Regions from separate parts of the Mus musculus genome. Here all the other regions are linked to region 2. The links are chromatin contacts, called in public Hi-C maps. All regions are on one chromosome and are shown on one strand. Each heading gives the region's core, a stretch centred on a gene start, on an enhancer-like site or on the middle of the called end of the contact. The rest is flanking DNA. Distances are from core to core; before and after follow the strand shown.

Region 1 (4,716 bases), core at 2,080-4,579, 140 kb after region 2:
TGGCATGCAGGCTGTGTTGCAGTTTGTAGCGTTCACATCTGGGTTAGCTCATTCATGCCAGTCTCCTCCAGCAGTTCACACAGCCCCTTCCAACACTATAAAAGAGAGCCAACAATGAGGAGGCATCCAGCTTGGTTAGAATTAATTTCTCTTCAAGTTGTGTGGTGTTTCAGCAATAGACTATTATCTACACTGCACGAGACTGTATTGTTTTGGGGACATCTGAGTTTCACTGACCAGAACCTCATAGGAAGCAACCCACACCCAGCTCTAGAATTTTTTTAAAAATAAACAATAGCTTTTAGGAACAGTGTTATCCAGCCATGACACGTCATGTATCTCCCTTTCAAATCCTTTAAAATTGTATATTGGGAAAGTATCTTCACCAACCCTGATATATATGTATATATCACCAGCCCTGCATTATTATATAACCTACTACTCTATAAACCATATATATAGAGAGAGGTAGGTTTCTATATGGCTTTTTAACATGTTGTTTATTTTCACTAACCCTTCTTTTCTCTTTTCTCTCCTCTCCCCACTACCTAGTCTCCCAGCCACTTGCTTAAACAAACCCTCCCAACTCCAGTTTTTTCTGCCTTCCAGTTTTACAACGCCTTCATCATTAAATGCCCCACCTTGGGACTCTATTGAAGTTTCCTAACTTTTCAGGTGTTCCAGGTTAAACACACAAATTTAAAGACTCAAAGTTTGGATTCATGAAATGAAATATGGACTATTTGTCTGCTGGACCTAGGTTAACATATTCAGTATATTTTCCCCCCAGTTCTGTCTAATCACCTGTGAATTTTGTTTATCCTTACAACCAGATAAAATTCCTTTTCACTATATATTCATCTGTTGATGGACATCAGGCAGATTCCACTTAGATATTGTGAACTGAGCACACCCTAACATGTAAATCCTTACCTTTGGTTTTTTTGGTTTTCTTGATGATAGCCATTCTGAATGGGGCAGTGAAAAATCTCACAGCATTGTAGTGTTTGGTCCATGTTGCTTGACTCCATGAACTTGGGAAGAACAAGGTAGCTCCAGGAGTGTATGGAGACTCTCATCACAGACAGTACTTGAATAAAAAAGGGGGGGGGGGAATCATAGCCAGATATAATCTTCAAACGCCTTCTTCCATTGACCCAGTTCTTCCAGTTAGACATCACGTCATGTTTCCACCATTTCCTAAAATAGTGCCACCAGCTGGAGTCCAGGTGTTCAAAGATTGACTCTGTAGACAGCATTTATATCAAAATCATAGCATGGAAGAGTTAACAGAACCTCGAGAGGCAGATACATTTGTTTCTCAAATGGGCAAACTACCCTTTCTAATCACTTGCTATAGGTAATAGTCTAACCTTCTTAACAAACTTCATTCAAAAACCCATGGAAATATTGTGATAGATTTTGTTACTATTTTAAAGGGAAGTAAGTGGTGAAATTTGTTTTTTAATGGGATTTGATCACTTTAGAAAACATAAGGCTCCCAGAAGCTTTGGGGGATTGTCTACTTGGTGACTCCAAAACATGTAAGTAGAAGCCCTCTAGTGGAAGGTTCCAGAATCACTCCTGTAATGACTACAAATGAGAGATTTATGCCCCTCCTTAGATTTGGGAACAAAACACCCATGGAAGGAGTTACAGAGACAAAGTTTGGAGCTGAGATGAAAGGATGGACCATGTAGAGACTGCCATATCCAGGGATCCACCCCATAATCAGCATCCAAACGCTGACACCATTGCATACACTAGCAAGATTTTATTGAAAGGACCCAGATGTAGCTGTCTCTTGTGAGACTATGCCGGGGCCTAGCAAACACAGAAGTGGATGCTCACAGTCAGCTAATGGATGGATCACAGGGCTCCCAATGGAGGAGCTAGAGAAAGTAGCCAAGGAGCTAAAGGGATCTGCAACCCTATAGGTGGAACAACATTATGAACTAACCAGTACCCCGGAGCTCTTGACTCTAGCTGCATATATATCAAAAGATGGCCTAGTCGGCCATCACTGGAAAGAGAGGCCCATTGGATTTGCAAACTTTATATGCCCCAGTACAGGGGAACACCAGGGCCAAAAAGGGGGAGTGGGTGGGCAGGGGAGTGGGGGTGGGTGGATATGGGGGACTTTTGGTATAGCATTGGAAATGTAAATGAGCTAAATACCTAATAAAAATGGAAAAAAAAACTGGCTGAAATCTGGTTGAAATGTACAGATCAGGTGAATGTGAAGAAGGATTTTTAAAATAAAGAGATGATAAAAAGTCAAAAAAAAAAAAGTACAGAATGCAATTGAGCTCCTAAGAGCAAGTTGGATCAAATATCTTTATTAGTAATACTCATCTGCAACATAGCTTGTGTTATCACTTTCTTATGTTTTTGTCAGTTTACCTGAAACAACCATTACTAGTCTCTGTAAATCTTAGGTGGATCAAGAATGGTGTGTGGTCTTTGGTACAGACACTGCCTTGATTTCTATCAATCTAGAACCAACTTTGATCAATTACTACATTGGCTCACAGTTGCTGGATGGCACAGGATAGTTGTAACTTCATGACTGAGAGTGAATCCCAACTGTTTCTGGTAAAGAACACATTTATAAAGCCTATTTTCACATTGTGGCAGGAGGTAATTGTCAATGACTGTAATGAATGAAACCAGTTTTCAGAATAGATTATTCAGAGGTCATTTGTAGAAAGACATCTAATCTTTATGTTCATAAACTGTCTTTGAGTCAATTTATCTCTCCTGATTTCAGCCATTTTGGAGCTTAGCTGTTTGCTCTACATAGAAAGAACACCAATCAATTATGTTAGACTTGATTATACCATCGGGAAGCACCTCCACTTCGGTTAAATAGTGGGAATTTCCCGAAATCATAATAATTAGCATGCCCATTACTAAAGTTACTTATTTTTCTAGATTCCTGGCACACCCACACCCAATGACCTCTGGTAATGTCTGGCCACAAGAGAAGTTCTCTAACACCCATCTTCTCTCCAAACCTTTCCTGCTTCTGTGACTTCTTCTAGTTTGTGTGCTAGTGGTGAGCTCCCTGCTCTCTTATCTATTTACCTTCCTTCCACTTTCTTCTTCCTCTTGTATTGAACCTGTTCTTTGGCTGAAGTTGCTCCTCTCCTTGCCTGTCTTTCCTTTAGCAAACCCGAACACTGGGATGCCGCTCAACACACTCCCTCACAGCTTCTTAATTTCCCAACTTCTCAGTTTTCCTCCTGAAACGTCCACTTCTGTCCATCTGGTCAGTTGGCCTTGTGTTTACATGCCTGTACCCTTGCCTTTCAAAGCCCGGAGCCTGAACTCTTTCCAAATAACCAAACAGCAACTGCTTCCCATTTTGATTCATTCTGCTCCTTGGTCTCACCTTACTCTAAGGGATTCCCCAACCTACTCCCCCTCTTTGGGGGCCTGGATAGCTCTTCCACCCTTGGTGTCAGCAGAGCTGTTGTCACTTTCTCAATCTCTATTTCCTACAGCCTTCTCATGCTCTTTTAGAGACTGTAGGTTAGTCACAACCTTCCAAACCCAAACAGATTTGCTCATAGGTGTCCTTTTTCGAAACAACAGAGTTCTGGACCCCATAACTGCTGTGAAAAAGAGGAATCCATCGTTTTCTATAGGATGCTGCTATGTAAACCAGTCTAGATTAGTCCTAGATGCAGCAAGGAAAATCAGTGCCCCAACCTGAACTCCCCTGATATTCTGCCTCTTTATGACAATGGCCTGACTATCTTCCTTCCTGAGATTTCTTAACTCTACTGATCTTTACATCCTATCTTCTCAGCTGCTTAACAAGTTGGCATCACTGAGAACTCCTTTACACAAAGCCCTCCCTCAAAGACACATTGACAACCTCTTTATCCAAATTTCTGATACCAGAGCCTGGGCCAAGACCCTTCTCATCCACCCTGCCCTTGTCCATCAGGAAAGAGTCATGAAAATGACCATGTCCCGTCCCCCCCCCTTTTTTTCCTATCTAATAGACAAAAGTCAGGAGGGATGGCCATGTCTGTGCTCTTTTGTGAAGCCCCTACATTTTGGTTCAACAGTAGTTTTGTCAGAATCCACAGTAATTTGGTCCCCAGAAGCAAAGAAACTTATTTTTCTAGATTCTTGACTTCTCTGCCTTTGAAACACACAGTAAGAGTCACTAGGAGAGAAGTATACTAGTCACATGGCATTATTTGACAGAATACTTACTGGATATTCCTAGTAACAGCCTAGTAACTACAGACTAAGAGTGGGAAGTGTGCCATTCCTCCCCTCTCTTCTTCCACTGAAGCCTAGGAGGTAGGTGCTCCATCTCTGCCATTTGCCATTTGGGCCTTCTACACTGCTGCCTTTCTGCCCATCTCTGGTATTGATAAAATAGATAAATCTCTTACCTAGAGATACATGCTGTCACAGTGTCCCCTCGAGCCTTATACCTGACAGTTTAGAGTTTCCCACTATGACCTTTGTTCATAATGTGTGTGCTGGTTTTCCCCATTGGCAGTTAAGTGCTACTGTGCAAGATTTCAGCCTCTTTGGTGCAAAGTTTCCTTCCACACAAAAAGACTAATAATAATATTTTCCTCTTAGTGTTGACACGAGAATTAAAAAGTGAAAATTCCTTAGCTCTGCTCAAGGAAAAACCAGTTGTTAAAAATACCAGCTATTGTCATGATTGCAAACAGCCCACAGAGG
Region 2 (4,495 bases), core at 1,337-3,836:
GAGCATGCGCACGTGCAGGCGTGCACTAGTACATGTGAGCGTGAGTGCGTGGGGGTCAGAGGTCACCTTTGGTTTCTTTTACAATCACCATCTACCTTAATGTTTTGGCACTGGTTCTCTAGAACCTAGAGTTTGTCAATCCACTTGACCAGCAGCCCCTGGGATTCCCCTTTCCTCCCACCTTTGCCTCCTAAGCATTGGGGTGACAGGTGCGCCCCACCACACTCTGCTTTTATGTGGGTGCTAGGGCTCTGAACTCTCGCTCCCAGGCTGTTGAGCAAGCACTGTCTTGACTATCTCCCTAAGCTCTGGAGTGCTGTTCACTTGAGCTGAGTCCAGCCTGGGACACCAGTGCCCTGTGGAGGAAACACTTTGTATTTCTGGGGCAATGCTCTGCTCTGACATCCTGAGAAGGGCTGCGCTTGTGCACCACAGCATGGTTTACGTAGTGGCTTTGGCCATGCCTTGGAGAGCTTCTACTGAGGTTTAGACTCTTATTAGTATGAAGCTGTAGTTCTCCACTTATGCGTGGTGGGTCCCCAGGGGCCTGGGGTGCTGTTTTCAATAACTAGAGTTCTCTTGTGCATCAAGCATTGCCTGGTAAACAACATCTCCTTTGCATTGTACTACCTCTTTTCAGTTATAAATAGAACATTCGTCAGCATCACTTAAAAACATATCATCAGCTGGTATCAAAACTTATGTTTTGTGGGAATCTATGATTTTTTTTTTAACATTCAGGAGGGATTTTCATACCATAAAAGCTGAGCACACTGGCTTTTAAAACCAGTGCTCTGCTTTTGTTTCATTCTGGTATTTTTTCCTCATAAAGTTAACATTTTAAAAATTATATATATATATATATATATATATATATATATATATATATATATATATATATGTAGTGTGTGTGTGTGTGTGTGTGTGTGTGTGTGTGTACGTGCACTCCTGCACATGCTCACATGGAGATAAGAGGCTAATTTGCACTGTTGTTTTTTTCTCTTTCAACCCTGTAAATATTGGGGATAGAACTCAGTATGCCTGGTTTGGTAGGAAGCGCCTTTGTCACCTTGCTGACTGTATAGCCCCATCTCTTTTTGGCCATAGAAACCCTTATGCTGAGGTTTTCTTTCCCAATAAAACTATCCTGGGAGGGGTGCTCTTCTGAGAGCTGGCTCACTGGTTAAGAGCACATACTGCCCTTGCAGAGGGCCTGGCAGAATTAAGTTCCCAGCTCCCATGTTGAGTGACTTAAAACCAGTTATGAACTCCAGTTTGAGAGGAATCTGGCGCCCTCTTCTGGCTGCCACAGGCACTGCATACATGTGCACGTACACATGTAGCCAGTTAAAAATGAAAATAATCTTGAAAATATCTAAGGTACTAGTTAAATATCAATTTTATTATTTTATTGTAGTGATGTAACAGAGCATGAGGCAAACCACCCCAACCATTCTCAAGTGTCCAGTTCAGTGGTAGTAATTACGTTCTGAAAACACAGGTATATACACCACAATTCACAACAGTAGCAAAATTACAGTCATGAAATGGCAACGAAAATAACTCTATGGTCGGGGCAGGGTGTCATCACAACATGAGGAACTGTATTAAAAGGTCACAGCCTTGCGAAGGTTGAGAACCGCTGATGTAGGGGGAGCCACAGAAGGGACCATAACAGAAGGAAATAGACTGGCAGGCAGCAGGGCTTATGCCTTCGACAGAATTGCAGTGGTCAGCCATTGCTCTGGGAGGAGAAACCGTGTGAGCCTTGATTCAGAGAACTCTTTGGGAAGGCAAGTATGGGGAGAAAGGTACATATAACTGGCTGGTCGTTAGAGTTGGTTGTCTTCTCAGGTGCTCCATTCCCTGACCTCGCATTCTGCAAACTCACCTGTCCTTCACTGTTTCCAACCGTCTATGCAGAAACCCTACTACCTTAAAGAGATTCTGGGGTGAAAAAACATAGACATTCACTTTAACCACCGGCCAATTTGCCTCTCCGCTTGTCTGTGCTTTTGTTGTGCCTTAAATACAGGACACATTGCAATTTTGTTTGCTGAGGTCCAAGGCTGCATTCCCAGGGCTCCCTTGCAGTTTCCACCGTTTCTCTACTTAGTGATGTTCCATTTGTTTCTTTCCACATTTTGTGGCAGAAGGGTATTTGGCTGTGAGCAACAGCAACCATTCTCCCGCATGAGCCTAGGATGTGGTTAGAAGAAACGGATCGGGAATTGTTACCATTGGGGTTGAGCTGTCTACCAATCTACTCCTGGATCTACTGACTGGGCACAAGTGTGTGTGTGTATGTGTGTGTGTGTGTGTGTTTGCATTCCATGGGCCTTTCCCTTCTAGAGCTGATGCTGCTTTGTAGATTAATTCAGACAATTAGAAGCAGGGATATGCATCATCCATTTTTAAAAAGGAAAAGGAACTGCTATGTGATTTTAAAAATAGGGTGCAAGAAGCTTTGGTGTGCTTTCTTGAAAAAGAAAAAGAAAAGAATTTTACTAAGTACCGTAACAGAGTTGGCACCGAGAGTGAAGAGGAAAGCAAATAGCAACATTTAGAATGAAGTGCATGGCATATAAATGCCATATGGTGTGCTTGCAGGGTTAGTACTGCTTCCTTGGCATCCATCCTGACATTGCTTCTTGCCTCTGCTGCTCTTTAATCAAGTCTCAGTCCCTCTTTGCCTGTTGACTCTGCTATGAGATTGGAGTGGGTCTCTTGCCTGCTAAGCCTTTGGAGGCTCGTCAACCTTTTCCTCAAGGAAGAGGGGAAGAGACTTGTCCAGATGGCTACATAAATATCGGACACTTGCTTCCATGAACTGCCGTCAGATGGTTTTTGGAATTGATGGGATTGTCTCCTGCCTAGAAAATGGGCGTGTATCCCTTCCTGCCTGCTTTCGTTCTTTATTTAATGTACACAGCCATGGCAGCGTAGCGGGGACTGAGGCATCCTGAGGAATTCTTTTCAGAGGCCTAATCTGAAGTGAAGCTGGATTCTTAGTCTGTCTACAGAAAAGAATTCTTGGATGAGTTCACAAGAAGCAGAGTGGAGTTACTAAGAGGAGATGTTACATAGCTTTGAAGCACGGTAGTAACCAGGCACTCATGGAAGAGATAGCACACACTCGTGTGAATGTGGGCTTCTTACAGGAGCCATGCTTAAGTGTCTTAGAAGCATTATACACACACTTTTGTTTCCTCTAAAGTTAAACCCATAGTGCTTATTACAAACTGTATTTATGTGCCATGGAATGTGTGTGCACGTGCTCACACACACGTGTATAGTGGCTCCAGAAATGTCTTGGATAGGATTGAAGTCTGACAAAACCATGCATCTTGAGGGTTGTCCAGGGAAGTAAAGGTATGATTTTTACTATAAATGTGTGTGTGTGACAGTGACATTTATTGGCATAGAGCTTGGAGCTTGGAGATAGGAGATAGGAGTGCCTATACAGTCTTAAGCATGGCCTATTGATGTTTCAATATTCTTATCAGGGACATATTTTAATAAAAGGGATATTGTCTCTGTGCAGGCAGCCTTTACACCTTAGCTGGTGATGCAGTCTAGGCTCTGGGGTTCAGGAATCCTTTCCTGACCCATTGCTACAGGAACAAGCGTGAGTCTAGTGTGCAGGGGCCAGAGCGTCCTGGTTGTTGTGTCTCTTTTAAATGACTTTTGTAGACACATGGGCCACAGGTGATGAAGAGGGAGATCAGAGGAGCCTGGAGGCATGTCGAGCATCCTGTGGCCTGGCACTAAGAGGGCAAAGGGGAAAAGGGGTGAATCTGGGCCCACGTGATCTTTTATGGGCTCTTAAGTTAGTACTCGCCTCTTGCAAGTTTGCAAACTGTTGGGGGCATGCTCCCTGGCTTGAACAAAGCCTTTGGTGTCTTGAATGAGAATTTGAACACTTGGTCCCCAGCTGGTGGCACAATGTGGGGAAGCTTTGCTAGAGGGAGTGTGTCCCTTGGGATGCGTCTTCAAACTCTCCGCATCACTTCCAGTTGGCTCATTGGGCGTGGCGTGTTTGGCTCCTAGTTTCATACTCCTGCCGATTGCTGCTATGCTATCCCTTTACGATGGACTTTCCTCCCCCTGAAACTCTAAGCTGATACAGATTCTTTCTTCCTTAAGTTGCCTTGGTCATAGCATTTTGCCATGGCAACAGAAAAGTAGCGAGTGTAAAGTGCAAGCGACCCAGTAGGTGTGTCTGCTCTTCCAGTTGCTGGCACCTTTCCTATGTTCATTTCTGGAACTACTTCCTTGCTTATCATTCTCCTGCCTCACCAGGCCCTTTCCCCCTCAGTTTCTCTACCCTGCAGTGATCACACATTTTTAGCTTTTGTACTTCTAGCAATGTCTTAGATTCAGATTATTAAAGTTCATGATTAAGCGTCAGAAAACCACATCAGCCAGATTTCATGGAAAGATCATATTGACAAAAAAATTTTAAAATCATTTTAGGCACATGGATGTTTTGTCT
Region 3 (4,612 bases), core at 1,108-3,607, 220 kb before region 2:
TGGAGGACAAGCTGGCAGGCTTAACTGAGGTGTGTCATGTTCATGTGTGTCCGTGCCCCCGAATCCTAGGCTGCCGCTTCACAGTGTAGACCTTCTAGAATGTCCGATCTAGGACTAGCTCCCAAATGATACTGTCCTGCCATCATTCTGATTTGACTGTTTGTGGTGAGCATCGCCCTCCATGACAACTGTGCTAGCCCAGCTAAGCACAGTGGACTCCAGTGGACAGCACCCCAGGGTGGGGTTGTGTGCTCTAGTTTCCATCTCAAGCCTGTGACGGACAGGACTTTTGTCAAGTTTGCCCCAATGGTACGCTGTTTGAAGAGGCTTTCCTGTCACCTGAGCATTTGGAAATTTCCCACTGACAAGAACATTGTAAAACAAAACTTTAATTAAAGAGTAATATATGGCATGTTCGTGTTCCTGTTGCAATACTTTGATAAGTAAATTCCTACGGGGCAGCATTATACCGTTTCAATCTGTCACCCTTCAAATGTCACATCCTTGACATCACTTCTTCGGAACATTAATTTTGAACTTAATTACAGCTAGCAAATGAGAATTTCTGAGTGAAAATAACTCTACGTTATTGTATTTAGGAACAATATAGTTTTCAAGGGCCAAATCAAAATTAGGGTTTAAAGGTTTACTGTGCCTGAGTTGAGAACGTTACTGGCACACATGTTGCCAAATGTATGCAGTGCTTCATGGCTCACTAAGGATTTTAGTTCCTTGATAGTATTGATGTCAAACCAAAGTTATCAAGATGTACATTTCCACAAAAATAGGTTGTAAACCAATGTTTGTACTAGTTAACTTTGGTATTTCTGGCCTCGGTGTTCCTGATTACTGGGGGCTTTTACTGGCATTGCTGTAGTTTTGAGGCCAAGCACCTTGATTTTAGAGCATGGACTAGAACTGTAACCGGTCATCGTTTTCCTCAGGAGCTCCTACTGCGAAGCGCTTAGAAAGCCATAGACTTCAGTATTTAAAACTTTTTGGCAAGACAGATGTGCTCCCTTAGAAACTTCCAGAAAGAGAGATGCCTACCTAGGAACACAGAGGGGAGGGCAAGGGTGTTGATATAGCACTGTGTTCACATCATGGCGTGGCTGATTCATTTCACAGAGGCAGAGACTCTTCCCTTTTGCTTGCAGTGTAGAGATAGAAGTTGTTTAATATATGTATTATATATGTATATAATATATAAATTATATAAAGTATATCTTATATATGTAATATATATTATATACAATACTTATATAATATATACTATGTTATATATTCATACACTCTTATAAATATTTCTTAATTATATGTTTTGTAAATATATCATTTATATATTATTTAAATAATGTTTATACATAATATATAATATACATATATGTGTACACGCACACACACACACATATAAAATGTTAAGACAGTGTAGTCTGTGATGGACTGGAGCGTACTCTGTAGACCAGGCTGGGCTTGAATTCCTTGAGACCTGCCTGCCTCTGCCTTCTGAGTGCTGGGGTTATAAGTAAGGCTTCCACCACCATGCCCGATTTAAATTATGCCTTTAAAGGAGACTCCTGGGTATAAATTTAGTAAGAAGAGAGCACATGAGACAAGATAAAGTGATCTTTTATTTGAAATTCATTTTTAAAAACTAAACCCCAGGTGGGTCTTTTTGGAGTGACAGCCGAGAGAACTTTCTATATCTCTGCTCTAGTCGTAGTAAGTGAGATTATGTCCAGGAAAGGGGAGGGTAAAGGCCACTCTGCAAGCCTGGGTTGGATAGAGATTGCAGAGAACATTTGATGGATTCTTTGGTTGCATTAGTGGCATCACCTGGGGATTTCTGTCAAATCTCAAACATTCTAAAGGCTCATTGCATGTAAACCACACAGTCACATTTACTTCTGCACACCATGCAGTAAGTCATTGTGTTAATTCCTTTGGTTTGTCCCCCAAAGCCATGGTGAAGGGGTAGGTGGGGAGTGTGAGGCCAGCAGAGAGGGGAGGTGAAAGGTAGGAATTGTAACCACCAAATCTCTGTTGTGTCCTCTGAGATCATAGAGCGAGCGGCTGCTTACTGCTGCACCCTGGTGGTGAGACAGGAGAATAAACTCTCTGCTCTGCCAGGCAACGAGGACTGAGACTCACAGGTCAGGCCAGATCAGTCCGAGGTTCATAGGAAAATTCACAGAAGTGGTTATCTCAGCATTTTCTGCAGGAACCTGAATGGTGCATGGGTGGTAAGGTGCCAGATGTGGGGCTTAGAGACGAAGCAAGCGTGAATACTGCCTGAGAATGTGGCTGTGAGGCGAGGTGAAAGGGTGAGTTAGCAAAGCACTCTACATTTCCCAGCATGCTTATCTACCACCCTCTTCCTGGACTGGTAGCTGGATTGAGATGGGAAGTTTATAGAGCCAGCAGAGGGGCACTGCCAAGTGCAACAGCGCCACCTGGAGGCTGTCTTTAGATCATCGCATGTGTATAGGAATCAGGTTTTAAACCATTAAGATTGGTGATGTGTGCTCACAAAATTAAAGCACCTTGAATAATTTGAAGTTCATGAACAGTTTTCAATATATTGACGATTAAGCTGTGGATAATAATATATCAAGAATGCGTGCATAAACGTGTGTGTTTGTGTGTGTGCCCGCGTGCCCCTGCGTGTGTATTCCTTATTGAAGCAGGACCAGTTTTATTTCTGGACCTTTACCTACTAAGCTATTTTACTACCCTTGGTTTTTAAACTGTACATTATTTTAGTTGTGAGATATGAATAATACCCACTTGAGCATGCACTTGAATTTTAAATTTTCACTTTTTAGTAAGGTACACATATTAGTGCTATGAAAAGGTATCAGATCACGTGGAAGTGATGGACATCGAGTGACTGATCTTTTTACTGCATTAGTTACTTTTCTGTTACCATAACAACACACCACGACTAAGGCAGCTTTTAAGGAAAGCATTTCACTGGGCTTAGAGTTTCAGGAGGTTAGAGTTCATGACTGCCATGCAGGGAACGCAGCAGCAGCAGGCAGGTGGTGCTGCAGCAGTAGCTGAAAGCTCACATCTTGCTCCACACGTAGGAGGCAGGGGGAGCTAACCTCGAAAAGCCTGTCCCCAGTGAGACGCCTCCTCCAGCAAGGCCACACCTCCTCATCCTTCACAAACAGTTGCCTTACTCACAGTATTTTATCATAGTGACAGAAAAGTAACAAAAAGAGTTGATGATGGCAGAGGAAAGGCAGGATGGCAAGAATAGCTGAGAGCTCTTGATGTACGAGTGCGAATGACACTGAGCCTTTTGAAACCTCAAGCTCAACAGACTCCTCCCCGCCTCTGCAAAACAGCATCTCCAATAAGGCCACACCTCTCAATCCTTCCTAAAAAGTTCCGTGAACTGGGGACCAAGTAGTCAACATAAGCCTCTAGGGGCCATTCACATTCTCATTCAAACCACTACATTTACAGTATTTTTCATGTAGAGTTAAAAAATGTAAAAAGAATTTTGGTAAATCTTAGAAATATCTATCTATGCATCACTCAAATTGTATATATTGTATGTAATATAATTTAAATTTTTGTTTATATAAAATATACACATTAATATTATAGTATATATTACATATATACACCTAATTTTAAATAACATCATAAGGGTATTAATGCTAATTACCAGACATGAGAAATACAAAGTTGGTCAGGGACAATTTATGAGATCACCAAACAACATAGGCTATTGTCATTGCCCTTGCTCTTGATTTCCTCCTAGAACTTGAATGTAAGTCCCTATTGTTGATGACACCACACACAATAGATACAGGACTTGGAGGAATCGAGCTGGGTCCAAGCTTCTCTCTGGAGTGGCATGGTACCAGAAGGAGCCATTGAAAGCTGAGAAGGAAGAAGAGTAATCAAGAATCCTATCCAGATGTGATACCTACGAGCCACAGAGAGGACCAGATCTGCAAGGTATTGCCAAAGGTACAACAGTGGCACGTAGACTGTGTGTGTGTGTGCATGGCAGTTTACAACTCCCGTCACTTAGGGAATCAGGGAAGGATCCAGAATTCTATGGTCATGGAGGAGCACTGATTATCAGCTTCTTCTCCATGGCTTGCTCAGCCTTTTTTCTCATACAACTCACCTGCCCAGGGGTGTGGTCCCACCCACATCAATCATTAATCAGGAAAATGTCCTGCAGGCCAACTTTGTGATGGCATTTTCTTAGTTGAGGTTCTCTCTTCCCAAATGACTAGCTTAGGTCAATTTGACATAACAACTAGCCAGAACAATTCAACTAACACACAAACGTATCACTATTTAGCTACAGCCTTTTGTGTTTACCCCCGAGATCTCATGTTAGTACCAATGTCTCAGTGAGTGTGGGATGTTGGTATGGAGTGGGGAGGTGGACGCAGTGCAAAGGGACCCATGGCTGCTGAGGCCATAGAACCTAGACAACCTACTCATGCCACTTTCCTAACCCAGTATAATTTCTAACTGCACCCTACATATTCATTCTTAAATCCACAGGTAAGTGTAGACCTCACCACCCATTAAACTAGCTGCACATTGCAGGAATTTCTACTACAGAAAGACACAATGT

The links. A called contact is a pair of places that touch in the nucleus more often than the background predicts.
Region 1: a Hi-C map of cerebellar granule neurons shows a contact between it and region 2, with 1.7 times the contacts expected there. The contact joins two enhancer-like sites. A contact is called at or near these places in 1 of 39 promoter capture datasets (hippocampal neurons) and 9 of 484 Hi-C or Micro-C datasets (brain, cerebellar granule neurons, cerebellum and 5 more).
Region 3: a contact with region 2 is called in a Hi-C map of cerebellum, with 2.0 times the contacts expected there. The contact joins two enhancer-like sites. A contact is called at or near these places in 1 of 484 Hi-C or Micro-C datasets (cerebellum) and 1 of 115 datasets of contacts at active chromatin or transcription factors (bone marrow-derived macrophages).

The regions. Positions count from the first base shown.
Region 1 is chr12:98,321,199-98,325,914 of GRCm38.p6, reverse strand. No RefSeq gene overlaps it. Among named protein-coding and RNA genes, the nearest start is that of Gpr65, 55 kb to the right of the region's middle. Within about 2 kb of position 3,329, at least 1 of the 459 cell types and tissues checked has an H3K27ac peak or open chromatin away from gene starts, as enhancers often do. A contact at or near this core is called in cerebellar granule neurons, where this site is marked.
Region 2 is chr12:98,456,887-98,461,381 of GRCm38.p6, reverse strand. The region is part of intron 4 of Kcnk10 (potassium channel, subfamily K, member 10); the gene reads left to right. Among named protein-coding and RNA genes, the nearest start is that of Gm40893, 65 kb to the left of the region's middle. Within about 2 kb of position 2,586, at least 9 of the 459 cell types and tissues checked have an H3K27ac peak or open chromatin away from gene starts, as enhancers often do. A contact at or near this core is called in cerebellar granule neurons and cerebellum, where this site is marked.
Region 3 is chr12:98,672,541-98,677,152 of GRCm38.p6, reverse strand. Ptpn21 (protein tyrosine phosphatase, non-receptor type 21) reads left to right here. Exons shown (of 19, transcript NM_001146199.1): 19 at 1-412. Among named protein-coding and RNA genes, the nearest start is that of Spata7, 47 kb to the right of the region's middle. Within about 2 kb of position 2,357, at least 156 of the 459 cell types and tissues checked have an H3K27ac peak or open chromatin away from gene starts, as enhancers often do. A contact at or near this core is called in cerebellum, where this site is marked.